Regions from separate parts of the Sus scrofa genome. Here all the other regions are linked to region 1. The links are chromatin contacts, called in public HiChIP or PLAC-seq maps. All regions are on one chromosome and are shown on one strand. Each heading gives the region's core, a stretch centred on a gene start, on an enhancer-like site or on the middle of the called end of the contact. The rest is flanking DNA. Distances are from core to core; before and after follow the strand shown. Region 1 overlaps FOXP1 (forkhead box protein P1). Region 2 overlaps FOXP1 (forkhead box protein P1). Region 3 overlaps FOXP1 (forkhead box protein P1). Region 4 overlaps FOXP1 (forkhead box protein P1). Region 5 overlaps FOXP1 (forkhead box protein P1).

Evidence for each region. HiChIP or PLAC-seq counts read pairs in DNA pulled down with a chosen protein or histone mark.
Region 2: a contact with region 1 is called in an H3K27ac HiChIP or PLAC-seq map of skeletal muscle, with 3 times the contacts expected there. The contact joins two enhancer-like sites. A contact is called at or near these places in 1 of 47 Hi-C or Micro-C datasets (embryonic fibroblasts) and 2 of 2 datasets of contacts at active chromatin or transcription factors (alveolar macrophages and skeletal muscle).
Region 3: a contact with region 1 is called in an H3K27ac HiChIP or PLAC-seq map of skeletal muscle, with 3 times the contacts expected there. The contact joins two enhancer-like sites. A contact is called at or near these places in 1 of 47 Hi-C or Micro-C datasets (embryonic fibroblasts) and 2 of 2 datasets of contacts at active chromatin or transcription factors (alveolar macrophages and skeletal muscle).
Region 4: a contact with region 1 is called in an H3K27ac HiChIP or PLAC-seq map of alveolar macrophages. The contact joins two enhancer-like sites. A contact is called at or near these places in 2 of 2 datasets of contacts at active chromatin or transcription factors (alveolar macrophages and skeletal muscle).
Region 5: a contact with region 1 is called in an H3K27ac HiChIP or PLAC-seq map of alveolar macrophages. The contact joins two enhancer-like sites. A contact is called at or near these places in 2 of 47 Hi-C or Micro-C datasets (embryonic fibroblasts and skeletal muscle) and 2 of 2 datasets of contacts at active chromatin or transcription factors (alveolar macrophages and skeletal muscle).

The regions. Positions count from the first base shown.
Region 1 is chr13:52,455,898-52,458,507 of Sscrofa11.1, forward strand. All of the region lies in intron 7 of FOXP1 (forkhead box protein P1), which reads right to left. Among named protein-coding and RNA genes, the nearest start is that of FOXP1, 520 kb to the right of the region's middle. Within about 2 kb of position 1,299, at least 67 of the 83 cell types and tissues checked have an H3K27ac peak or open chromatin away from gene starts, as enhancers often do. A contact at or near this core is called in alveolar macrophages and skeletal muscle, where this site is marked.
Region 2 is chr13:52,928,336-52,930,945 of Sscrofa11.1, forward strand. The region is part of intron 2 of FOXP1 (forkhead box protein P1); the gene reads right to left. Among named protein-coding and RNA genes, the nearest start is that of FOXP1, 45 kb to the right of the region's middle. Within about 2 kb of position 1,281, at least 35 of the 83 cell types and tissues checked have an H3K27ac peak or open chromatin away from gene starts, as enhancers often do. A contact at or near this core is called in skeletal muscle, where this site is marked.
Region 3 is chr13:52,881,509-52,884,118 of Sscrofa11.1, forward strand. The region is part of intron 2 of FOXP1 (forkhead box protein P1); the gene reads right to left. Among named protein-coding and RNA genes, the nearest start is that of FOXP1, 92 kb to the right of the region's middle. Within about 2 kb of position 1,318, at least 3 of the 83 cell types and tissues checked have an H3K27ac peak or open chromatin away from gene starts, as enhancers often do. A contact at or near this core is called in skeletal muscle, where this site is marked.
Region 4 is chr13:52,828,161-52,830,770 of Sscrofa11.1, forward strand. The region is part of intron 3 of FOXP1 (forkhead box protein P1); the gene reads right to left. Among named protein-coding and RNA genes, the nearest start is that of FOXP1, 140 kb to the right of the region's middle. Within about 2 kb of position 1,326, at least 19 of the 83 cell types and tissues checked have an H3K27ac peak or open chromatin away from gene starts, as enhancers often do. A contact at or near this core is called in alveolar macrophages, where this site is marked.
Region 5 is chr13:52,776,756-52,779,365 of Sscrofa11.1, forward strand. All of the region lies in intron 3 of FOXP1 (forkhead box protein P1), which reads right to left. Among named protein-coding and RNA genes, the nearest start is that of FOXP1, 200 kb to the right of the region's middle. Within about 2 kb of position 1,311, at least 31 of the 83 cell types and tissues checked have an H3K27ac peak or open chromatin away from gene starts, as enhancers often do. A contact at or near this core is called in alveolar macrophages and skeletal muscle, where this site is marked.

The DNA.
Region 1 (2,610 bases), core at 49-2,548:
CATTTCCTGTTATCAGGCTTAATTTTTCCCCCAAATGTGTCACTTTCAAAATGTTGGAATCTATGGAAATTAGGTGATTTGCATTTTTAAATTGGCTTGATTAGAACATTTGGTCTGTGTGGACAAGAATATAAAATTATTAGATATTTCACTCCTAACCGGCAGGCCTTGAAGGAGTTAATCCCAAAGAGGAAGAGTCTATATGTACTTTGCTCTAAAACTTTACCACCCACTTCCTAAAGATCCCCTCCTTCCCATCACGACACTTGAGGGGGGTGGTGGGGGGAGAAAGTCTGTTTCCACGACCGACCCTCTTTCAGGCAGATCTGACAGTTGAGTTAGCTACATTCAGAGCCGGTTCGGATGGGAGTACCCCGTAGCAATTCCTCAGTCGGCTTCGCGTCCTACCCAAACCCCACTCACTACTTAATTAACCAGCAAAGTACTGCAACAGAGGCTAAGGCTCCTCAACCTGCCTAAGTGTCCTTCCGCCGGTCTGGCCGTCTTGGTACGGGGCTCTATTCGTCTCCCTCCACCCTTAACTGTGTATGAACTCCTTGAATTTGAACAGCTAAGCTGAAAATAGCCTAGACAGATATAGAAACAAACTATCAGAAGCAAAGAAACATCCACCCGGGTTACGCTGAGACGGAAGGCTCCTTGTATATTTCACACGCTCTGAAAAGTGACATAAATCACACCCCAGATACGTCCCCCGAATGGAGTGATGGCGAGGGCTTTACCAAAGTGGCTGCCTGAAGGCCAGACCGGCAGAAAAAGAATCGCGAACGAGAAAAAGAGAACGAGCGAGAGCGCGAGAGCAAAACACAAGCAGGACTTCCTCCAACTCTCAACTACACCCCACCCATGAACATTTAAAAAAAGGGAGAGCGAGAGAGAAAGGGGGGTAAAATCTCTCTCTTCCAGGACCCACAGGCCTGGAGCTGCTTCTTCCCACCCCTCCACCCCCTCCCCCGCCTCCACTTCCAGAGCACAACTCCCACCCAAGTTGGTAAACAGCGATTGTTATTATTATTTTTTCCGAAAGACTCAACTTAGAAACCCTCGGGCGCTCCTGCCTTCCCCAGCGAGGCCCCAGGAAGCTGGCACCGCGGAGCCCGGGGAAGGAGAGCAGAACGGCAAAGATCAATCATGGGGACCAACCTGACACTCTCCATGTAGCCGCCAGGCGCGGGGAGCCGGCTCGGGGCGCCCGCGCGGGCCGGGCGTGGGGTCCGGCGGCCTCGGCGTGCAGGCGGACTGCACGCGCGCAGGGGCGCTCCGGCTCGCGGGCTGACAAGACGCACCGCGCCGCGCCCACCCGCCCCGCCCTGCTCCACCAATCACAACCCGCCTCTAAACACCCCGCGCCGCGCCGCGCCGCGCCCCACACAATGGGCTCCGCGGCCCGCGCCCCGCGCCCGCGCCCCCGGCCCCCTCCGCGCGGCAGGTGAAATCGCGCTCGGCGGAGACCCTGCTTTTGTTTCGGGAGCAACTCTGCTTAATTGCTGTTAACCCTTTGACCCGCCTCTGGCTGACGTCTGGGAAGCCGGGCGCGGCGCGCATCTCTCCCTCCAGCCGGGGCTGCCGGGTCGGGGCTTTTTGGTGGGGTGGCGTGTTTGTTTCCTCTTGGAAACTGACAAAGAGTTGTCCCAGCCTTTCAGAACAACCCGAGCGGCAAAGCAGGGGAACCGGCGCGCCCGGCGCACGCCCTGACTGCTTGGAGCAACTGTTTAGAATCGGAAGGGGATGCGGGGCTCAAAGACAGCACAGGAGAACTTCCTCGAAAACGGCCTTTGCGGGAGAACTTTCGCTTCACGTCCCTGGTTTAACCAAGCCTCAGCCTCTTTGATTCCCCCCGCCCCCTTTCTTTCCAAGAGTCGGCTTCGCCAGAGTGTGCTTGTGCGCGCGGAGGGAAACTAACCCGACACAGGGGTTGAAATAAATAACCACCAACGTGCCTCGTCGCTGAACCAAGCTACTTCCCCTCTAGAACGACAGCTGCTGAAGAAAGCATCTGCCACTCGTTCGCTAAGAAATAATTCTCTAAATTCCTTTCTTATTTATACAACAACAGCAACAACACAGGCTACTCTCACTGAGCACTTTAAGATGACCTCTATCAGAAATAGTTACTGCTCTTTAATGCTATTTAAAACAGAGTACAGTGTGGAAAAAAAAAGTCACCAATATGCTAAACTTTGTTGGCTCAACTGGCATGATTTAAGTGCCAGGTTAATTTCATCATTTTCGGCAGTTCTAGAAATCACCTCTCTAATCTACCATCAATTTACAGAAAAACTTTTTTGGCCCATCCTTAAAAACAACAACAAAACTCTAACATTTTTACATTTTTCCTCAAAATATATGAGGAAAAGGAGTAGTGGTGACATCAGTGATTACCTAGTTTCCCTCAATTAAAAAAAAAAAAAAAAGCAACAGATTCTAACCCGGTCATTTCAGGAGTTTTACTGGAAAGTATTTTTCCATTTGAGCTGTTAATGCAGGTTACTACAAACCAGAAAGCATATTGATAATATTTCCAATCAAGCAAAGGCCTGAATTTCAATCAGGTCAGCAGCGGAACAGGCAATTTCCACCCCCCACCCC
Region 2 (2,610 bases), core at 31-2,530, 470 kb after region 1:
TCAGAGATGCTGGAATGCGTAATTAACTAACATTTACTCTGAGGGCATAAAAAAAAAAAAAAAAAAAAGACCTGGGTACTAAATGCAATGCTGTCTCTATTACAAGGGGATGAAAGTTGAGAACAGACCAAGGTATTAGAAAATCCATACTGTGGGGATGCTATTCTTACTGTGGCCAAATGACTCCTTAAAAAAAGAAAAAAAAAAAAAAAGAAAGAAAAAAAAAAACAAGAAAGAAAGGAAGAAAGAAAAAGAAAAAAAAAGAAAAAGAAAAAACCCACCAAGCGCCTCTATGTATTTATTAACACAGTCTCGCCAAGTTTTCAGAACTCAAAAGTCAACACTCGAGGCTTGACTCGTGTCAAACTATTCCTTCGCCACATGGCACAGGGCCATGGAAGACGGATTTTCAATATGAAACAAACCAGAAGGTCCAATACAAACATGGGCTTTCCAATATATAAAATTTAAGAAAAGCCAGGGTCTGTGCAGAAAACATTAAACTGGTTTATATATCAAAATCATGAGGTTTAAGCAGAAACGCAGCATTAAAATAATTTACAAAATGGCTCAACGATGAACATTTTCCTCCATGAAAAAACAACACCCTTAATGTTTTTCATATGGCACATAAATTTTACAATACCTGCAGGAATATTTTCATTGGTTACACCAACACTATAGGTCTTTTTAGCTCTTAACCATATTACGATTCTTGCCTTTTTATAGCATTTTTGTTGTTGTTTGCACCCCATGTAATAAGCTTTTGAGAACAAGACGCAAACCACAATAAAAAAGGGAAAAAAAAAAAAGGACTACCCTTTGTGACTGCAACTTTCACAAGAGGTTGGGGGTGGGGCAGGAGAGGGCTTCCAACCTACTTTTTATAGCTGCTATCTTGTTGCAATTAGTGTAAAATAATTGTCTGCGCAGGCCCAAGAAGAGGCTAAGTTGAGGCACTTGAATGCATTCCCAAAAATGATTTCCCTGCCTCTCCCTTCAGCCTGCTGCAACAGATGTTGGCTGTTAAGCTGCGCAGACGACACAGTTCATGACTCTTCTAAGACGGCTGTGTGCCACATCTGCAGTTGATGAAATGGAGAGCAGAAGTGTGGCAGACACACAGAGGCGAGTGTGAGCGAGGCAGGCAGGCGCAGGCTGGGCCCGGGGAACTGTCTTGAAGGCTGGCCTAAAAATAGACACACGCTCACACTCCTCCACCCTCTGCATCCAACCTCATAAAACCGGGCCTGCCTGTCCTATTATGGAGTCAGCCTATGGCAGACGCTTCCTGCATCCAACTCGGGCTGCGGATACCGAGAGAGCGTCACGGCGGGAGTGGAGGGAAGCAGGCTGTGCAGCATCCTCAAACTGCAGCTTCGCTCTCCGAGCCTCGGTAGGACTGGGCTGCGGTCCAAGTTCAGCTGGGCCCCCAGAGAAAGGCAATGCTTGTGTTTAGCCCGCACAATACTGACATAACATTAACAGATTTACATATGCAAAACTGTGAAGCAACAGGCATTCCCCCTCAATTGACCCACAGCTTGTAGTGTCTGCCGAGTTATTCCCCGCTTCGGCTCTGTAACCAAGTGGGCGGCATGCGAATACCATCTGGGTACCACTTATTGAAAACTGGCAGTCGTTCTGTAATAGGCAAGCTGGCAATAAGAGGGAAGGGAATAAATTGCATCATTTAGTTAACATCCACTTGCTTTGCGGCTGTTAAAAACCCATGACTGAATAATAATTTGGTTATTTCTTTTGCCAGAAACTGCCGTCAGCCAAATCATACTACGCACGCTGCAGAAATCAACTTGCAAAATTTCCACTTGAAAAAGGATTGAGGAGGATCAGGGCGCAATGGGCACCAAGCTCTGTTTGTGAACAGTAGTGACTGTGGCGACTGTGGCTGTGGGACCTCCGTGTCCTCACTAGCCCGTGGTCGATGGTGCCGAGCCCTTGTCAGCCACCCGGCCACACTGGGCCCCAGCATCAGGCTGTGATGTGCAATAATGGCCCTGAGAGGCGCCGACCGAAGGGTGTGTGTGTGACAACTTATCTACATGGCTCTCTGCTGGCCATGATGCAGATGTGGCCAGGTAAGCCTGGTGTGGAACTGACATCTCCTAGTCTCTGCCTCAAAACAAAGTGGGTTCAGTGAACAGGCTCACAGGAAACCCGAGCACTACCTGCCTGAGTCCCCTAATTCGATGCTTAGAGCAATCAGGCGGCATTGTTCCTTTGTGGTTTGCTCAACTGCTTCCAATCTGACTAATAAAGTGCCAGAAACCTTAGACCACCACAAATAGGTAGAAGTGATCTTCAGGGAAATCCATGTGTCTGAAGTGGATCTCTTTTGAATATTTTTGTAAAGATATGAAATTATCACCTTATTTCCTCTATACTGAGTGTGCGTACAGATGTATAGACATGCATATACATATACATACTATTTTTCTTTTTATGTCTTTTAGGAAAATCAAGGCTAACATATGCCAAAGAGACCAATGCTATGGCAATCTTTTAAAGTTATGTTTCAAAAATGTGTATCTTTTCATTATTTATACCTTTATTAATTTCTATGACATTGGTCCCTTACACATTTTAGTC
Region 3 (2,610 bases), core at 68-2,567, 430 kb after region 1:
AAACAGAAGACAGTATCCAAATAAATATCCAGAACACAACCCAGAGGCAAAAACTGTCTACCTAGATTGGTATGCCCAGAAAAATTACCTTTCAAAAATGACAGTGAAATAAAGACCTTTTCAGACAAACAGAAATTTATCACCTTTCGGAAGTTACCTTGTGGTGCAGCAAGTTAAGATCTGGCATTGCTGCAACAGTGGTATAGGCTGCAGCTGCAGCTGGGTTCAATCCCTGGCCCTGGGGGAACTTCCATAGGCCAGGCCATGGGCAGAGCCAAAAAAAAATTTTATCACTCTTCTCCAAGGATATTCAGAAAAGATGCATTTGGGGCCCAAAGAAAAAGATTTCATGAAGAAGGTCCCCTGATTTAAGAAGAAAGGGGGGCCAAAGTAATGGAGAACTTGTGAGTAAATGAAAAGTAAATGCCTTAAAATGACATGCAGGTCTCAAAAAAAAGTTGGATAACACTGTCACTTGCTCCCCACCCAGGCCCACTTGTTCACACTGGCTCTCTGTCACCAAGGCTGACTGCAAACCTGCTCTGCAATGAAGGTACCGGGTTGAAATGCAGATTCCTGCCCCCAGAGTCCAGAGATTCTCAGTCTGGTCCCCGGAATCTGCATTTCTACCAGATACCCCAAGGATCGCTGATGAAGATGCATCCTTGCCTCTGAAGAGGCTGCACCACTTCAGGCCAGGAATCCAGGGAGCCCCAGGGGCTCAGCCTGGGAGGTCATGGCTGAAGGTCCAGCTGGCCTTTGTTCTCTTCCACTTCACTAGAGCCCCAGAGAGCACCTGGGCCCAGGGGGTCAGCAGCAACTCTGCCTTAACCCTGCCAGTAAGGAGCTGCAATAAATTAAAAGCCCATTAAGATATTTTAGAGAAAAGCCTAGAAGTGCTGAACCATTAATTGTGCCATATTCAATCTGCTTTTCTGGAGATTTGAAAAGCCAGATTACCATCTTGGGGGTCATTAGAAAGAATGAAGCTTTCTCCGTTTTCAATTTACATATTTAAAAATGCATAGATCCTTCCAGTGGCTACTACACAGGGCTTTCCAAGACCAGAGGCCACTTTGTGGTCTAACCATGGAGACAGAAGCCCGGGGGGTCATGGGACCAATAAGAAACCAAAGCTCAGGGACCATGGTTGCAAAACAACTCCAGGAAAACAGGTAGAGGCAGCCACAAAACAACAGTGATGTTTTTTTGTTTTGTTCTCCCCTGTTTATTTTTCCCTGAAGCAATCCTTGCTCGGTACAAAAGTCTGCAGGGAGCTGGAAAGAGCAGCTGTGGTTCCCTGAGGCCAAGACCTAGCAATCAAGTTGTTTACCAAACACTGCCAGGCACCGGGAAAACAACAACAGCACAGGCAGTATTTGCATCTGTTTTTCAAAAACAACCTCCAAAGTCTGAGGCCTGTCGGGTACTTCCCTGCATGGTTGAGAGGAGCACTTGGAAATTAAAGGCATGAACTGCCTTGGGGATAAGCCCCCATGGCCTACATGTAATCCATTATTCCATTTCTTTTGAAGAGTGCCTAGTCTAAAAATAAAAAGGATTGGCAGTCTGCAGAGCTGCCAAGCAGCGGACTGATACAGACAACATGCTCATCACTGGCAGTTCCAAGCAAGACAACAGTGGCCATCTTTGCAAAGTGACATACTTTGCTGACCATCCAATGCCTCAAGACAGCCAGCAGTGGTTCTCAATTTTGACCAAGCACCAGATTCTCCTCTGGGAGGGCTAATAAAATACAGATTCCTGGGCCCCTCTCTCCCTCTGAATGTCTAATTCGGTAGGTTCAGGGTGGGGCCAGAAAATCTTCAGCAAGTCCTCACGTGATGCTGGTGCTACTGGCCCAGGCACCACGTTTTGGAAAGCACTGCTCCCTAGCCACCCTAAAGATCTGGGAAGTCCGTTCCCACCCACACCTGTCCCAGGGATCATCTGAGCGAGTATGGCAGGGTCATACCCAAAGGAGTTCACAGAACAAAATGCACTGCACGGTTTTCCACGTGCTCCTCCAGATGCTCCATCTGCCGTATTGCCTCAACCTCCCACCTTGCCGTGTCCTGGGAGGGAGCCCTGTGGGGATGCATCAATGGGTACCCTTGTCCTCTAACTTCCAGCTGGCACAGCAACTGGAGGTCTCATCTCAGAAGGACAGAGAAGATGGGGCATTTAGCAACCAGGCTCTCTCCCCACCCAGGCACTGGAAGTTGACTCCGAAAGATCACAGCTCCTGCCAGGCAGCCCTTCCCATGCAGCTGTTCTCCCCCAGCTTTCCCGATGAGCCCTCCCCATGTTCTCTCAGACCCACAAGAGGTACAAGCCACCTATTTCCTGCAAGGACTCTGACACAAAACTCAAACTGAATGTCTTCTCCTCTGGCTCTCCCTAGGTTTTAGAATGCTATACCTGGAATCCTATGTACCCACATAATGTAAGTATACGTGTTCATACACACTCATATACACATGTATGTATATAAGAATATATATACAATACATATATCATTATAAATTTTTTAATGTAGCTCAATCAGATAGGCCAGGAGACCTGGGAGCCCATGGCCAAGGCCATCTCATGGGGTTTGCAACCCATGTT
Region 4 (2,610 bases), core at 76-2,575, 370 kb after region 1:
TGCCAGGTTCTACTAGCAACCTCTGGAATCAGAGTTTCTGGGTATTGGGCTTGGGTACCTGTAGCTGGAACCAGGCCTCCAAGAGATTCTGGCATACACTCAAGTCTGAAAGCTATAGTCTGAAGTGTGTGGTTCTCAAACACTAGTGGCCATTGGAACCCCAAGGAGCACTTGTTTACAACACAGATTTCCATGCCACGTGGTCCTCTCATTGTAGGTCTCTAATTGGGGCCCCAGAACCTGCATCTCTGATAAGCTCCCAGGTGATGCTGGCAGTGCTAGCCCTTCAGGACTGAAAAGACTTAAGAAGGGACCCTGGGGGAGGGAGATTTAATTTTCCATTTTAGCAAGTTCCTGTTGTGGCTCAGCGGTAACAAGCCCAACTAGTAACCAAGAGGATGCAGGTTCAATCCCTGGCCTTGCTCAGTAGGTTAAGAATCTGGCATTGCTGTGAGCTGCGGTATAGGTCACAGACAAGGCTCCGTTCCCGTGTTGCTATGGTTGTGGTGCAGGCCAGGAGCTGTAGCTCTGATTCCATCCCTAGCCTGGGAACTTCCATAGGCTGCAGGTGTGGCACCTAAAAAGCAAAAAGAAAAAGAGGAAAATTTTCCATTTTATATCCTTTGGTAATGTTTCCTCACTTTCTATTTTTACATATGAAGAATATATGTTGGTTTATGAGAAAATTCTATAACATTACAGGGTCTTATGAGGGCTTAAGAAAAATACCAAAATAAATTTTTCACTGCAATCCTGTTTCCCTTTTCCCTCTTCTCTCTCCACAGTCCACAAATAGCCAAAGGCAGGCAGCCCCCCAAACTTGGGACCCATGGTTTGGCATTCAGCTTCAAAAGAGCTTCAGCAGCCCCAGGCTGAATGGTTTATAACTCAGATACTAGCTACATAGGCACTGAAGCCCCCAAAATCATCTCAAAGTGATCTCTCTCTCTGAAACACCCAGTACAACATCCTCAATTGGCACTGGTTTCTGTTAACGAACAGAATGGCCTGAGCCAACCACAGCTTACAGCACGTGTACTCGGCCTACTTCCCTATTTTAAATGCCTAATGATTATCTCTGTGCCTGAACACATCTAGGGGAGCTGGGCCCACTGGTTGCCTGCTGCCCCATTCCAGGCCCTCCTCCAAGGTGCGCTCAGCAAACCCTCCAAGTACAGACAGGTTACCCAGTGTTGCTCCATGTCAGAGCGGAGGCCTCAAACAATCAAGGATCTTTTTTTTTTTTTTTTGGAGAAATGATCAAACCCGGGGGTGGGGACAGAACTTCCTGCAAGAAACCGCATCCTGAACAAGCATCGCCACGACTCACTGTAAATAAATACTCCCCCCTTGCAGCACTTCCGTCAACTGTCAGGGCCCTGGCTCCAATCGCCTTTCAAGTCCAAACAGGAAAGGGGAAAGAAGAGAGAGAGATGGCAGATAGGAGGTTTAATTTGCTTCTCGCTGCAGTTTTCATTGGTGGGGCGCTTCCAATTCAGCAGGGCTGCCAGCTGCCTGGAATTGCTCCTGGACCCCACTTTTTCCTGTTAACCTTCATAATTGTATTAATACGGGCCAGCCCACAACTGGCCTCCCCAGGGCTGAGGAGTGGGTCTCCTTCTTGGGGATTAGATAAGCAGCCAAAATCACAGAGGCCTGCTAGAGACAGAAAGGCAAGACACATTCACCAGGGATGTTCCAAACAGCCTCCCCCCACCCCCCCCATCCCCCGCTGTAACTCAGCTCCAGGGGTGGGGGTGGCGGAGATGGCATGGGGACTGCAGGGTGGAGAGGTCAAGAAGGAAACAAGTCGGTGACCTCAATTTTCTGGAAAACGAATGTGAAGGATATCCCTTTCAAAATGCATCGTGTGGCTGGGGAGGAAGCGGGGGGCAATGTGTGAAAGGCGATCATTCATCCATTAACTGCAGTGGTGACTACATCTTGAGCACAGACCATGCGGCAGGCACTCAAGGGCTTTAAAAAGCCTCTTCTCCTTCGTCTTCACTAAGGCACCTGGTGAGGCAGGTACAATAACCCCATCTCCATTTCACAGAAGAGGAAACCAAATTTGGGAAGAGTTAGACACGCGCTGGCTCACAAGTAAGTGGTAAAAGCAAGACTCAAACACAGGTCTGTCAGAATCAAGGCTGCCATGGACAGCCAGAAAGGGTGTCCACTGCCCAACTCCCCCACACCCCCAGCAATGGACATGGCAGCCCCAGTGTCTTGCTTGTAGGCGGAACACGGCTGATACAGAAGGCATCTTTCCCATGTAACAGACTGCCTCCTGAAGTTCTGAAAATAAAAATGAACGCCATCCAGAGAGCTTCTCAAGAGGTTCTAGGAACTCTGAGTTTGCTTGAACTCCATGGTATTCAAAAGACAAAGTCAGTGCACCCTTTTAGAAGGGCCCTTCTTTGTCACACTCCCTGTGGTTCGAATGTCTCATCTGCATCTGGGTCACGGGACCAGGCCGCAAGCCTGCTAGCACATAGTATTAAAAACCCTAGCACCGGGTACATCAGAGGTACTTGATCAATATCTATTGAAATGAACTGCCTGAGGGGTGGGTGGGTGGATGGATGAACGGATGGATGGATGGGTGGA
Region 5 (2,610 bases), core at 61-2,560, 320 kb after region 1:
AGTTACAACAAATTAACAACATATAATAAAAATGCCATAAACACGTGGCATACATAATAAATCTAATCAAGTCTACAAGGCGGGCAGATAAAAATGATTAACTGCCACTATCCTTGAAAAGAAAAGAAAAATTTTGTCCCCTGTTATTCATCACAGCTAATGTTCTGACCCTAAATCTAACATGCAGATCGAACCATCTTTAGAGCAACACACTGTACCAAGGAGAACAGCCTTTTCACTTCCTATTTTATTTTCTGAGAAATCAGGAAAACAAACATGTTAGAGCCACTTTTTAATTAAAGCTGTGGCTTTTGGGGATGTTGATAAAACTTCTCAGAATCTTTGCCTCTATCAACAGAAGAAAAAAAAAAAAAAAACAAAACAAAACACAAAAAACCAACAGCAAAACCCACCAGTCTCAGAACTACTACCTGTCTGGAGGTAACATGCAGTCACTTTTTTAATTGGTTGCCTGCATTTGATTCCTGATTCTGATATGTTACCAATTTAGCAAGGCCTCCAGCCAATGAGGAATCTATATGCTAAATCTGTAAGGTGTGGACGTAAACATCTCCAAAAGGGAATGTGCGAAAACTGAAGCTCGCCTCAAAGGGAGAGTCTGTGGCATAAAAAAGACGTGGGTCACTTCCACAAGAGGCGTGCAGGTCTTCCTGCACCAAGACTATCACCTTGGCAGGGAGCAGGTCTGAGTCTGCTTTGCTCTCAGAGTTAAGATTCTCCAGAGAAAACCACTGTGACAAGAAGCGTTGCCTCAAGTGGGGATTAAACACGCTGACATATAAAAAAATAAAAAATAAGATTTGGGGGGAAAAAAAGCTGAAGAGGTTCAAATGAACAAAATCCTACTTGTTCCTCAAAAGAAAAACAAAGAGCTTTCAGAAACATCTCCTCTGAGAGATGTAATAGAATATGAGTAAATTATAACAATTAAAAACCATTAAAGATAGAATAATTGAGAATACCTGTTTGGGTAACAATGACTTTCTTGAATTCCTCATAACAGAGGGTCTATTTTTAATCACTCTTTTTGCAAAACCTTGCATAATTTAACAATAATTATGGATTTTTAATTTTTCTACATCCACAAGAACGTAAAGTGAAAACCATAAATTATATACTAACTCCAGCTGTTAAATGTTGGCATTTTGTCTTTAAAAAAAAAAAAAGTTCAAAAAAATCTGTTTCCTTAAACCAAGGAAATGTGGGAAAAGGCCATCCTGCCAGTGGAAACCTTCAGCAGCAGAAAGCTCACGCTGCGGTTTCTTGCCGAGGCAGCAAACTCCACTGAAAGAGAAGTTGCTGCCAACTCAAATACTGTTTGCTTTCACACCCAAGAACAAACTGTGTGCACGGCGAAGGCATCCGAAGGGCTGGGAGCAGCTGGAGAGGACTGGAGAAAGGTAACAGTGGTGTCAGAGCTACTGTAAACTGGTTCTCGCTTTTCTATCAGCAAGTCAGCATCCCAGAAAACAGCGCGTCCAGCAGCCCGACTTCAGTACCTGCTGTATGTAATTCAAAACCTGCTTTTTCCAAGTCAACAAGCCAAGGGACTTTTCGGAAAGGGAAGGTGGAGGGGGGGAAGATCACTCAGACAAATGAAACACAGGCTCCTTCCGTGTGATTCCAAGGGTCGGTGAGACGCAGGTTTCAACAGAGCAATGAGAAATTTCCCTCTCTCGGTGCAACATGTAAGCCACTTGCTCTGTAAGCAGGAAATGCAAAGGAAGTGTTTACTGCAACCTTGTAAACCAAAGGCAGAAAGCTCTGCCAAAGCAAACATCATGATGGCAAGGGCTTTGCTGCCCCAAAGGCCCTTCAAGTTCCCTTTCTGCCCCCACGGATGGGTGTCGCTAAGGATGTGGCAGGCGGGGGTGAGGAATTCTATAGGAAGAGAAACAGCCCAAGTCTCCAAAAAGCAAAGGTTTGTACCACGAGGACTTTCTATTCTGGTTTCAAATAAACGAAGGCCAGCTAATTGTTGGGATGGCACTATTTGAGACCCAAAGTAAAAATGGTCAAATAAGAAAATCTGTTTCTTCCCTTTGCTCATACAGCTTTGAAGTAATGTTTAAAATGATCACACAGTCGGTTAAAATGGTCAATTTCATGTTATGCATATTTTACTACAAAAAAAAAGAAATTTACCCTGCAGCGCCATGGAGGTGGGAAGAAAAGTCTTCCATCTGAGACAAACTATATGTTATGAAATTCTGCCTCCCCGTGCCTGGCATGCTCACTTCCAGAATCAAACACAGTTCATCATTTTAAGGAAGAATCTTTTTCAAAGTGGAAAATGATATGGTTTCTTCAAAAACCCCTACTTTCTCCAAGCCCCCCTCCTTCCTCCAAAACTGTGACTTAAAAAAAAAAAAAAAAAAAAAAAAAACAGCTCACAAAAATGTCATGAGCTCAAAACATGTATATAAAGGAAATGGTGAATCTGCATGAATGGAAGATCTAAATATTCCCCACCTAAAAAAATATAAAGTTTACCCAGGGCAAAAAATATCACATATTTCCAATTCCAGATTGGACCTAGTAAAGTTTCAATATTAAGAGTCAACTTTATTGACTGACTTCCTCTAGTTT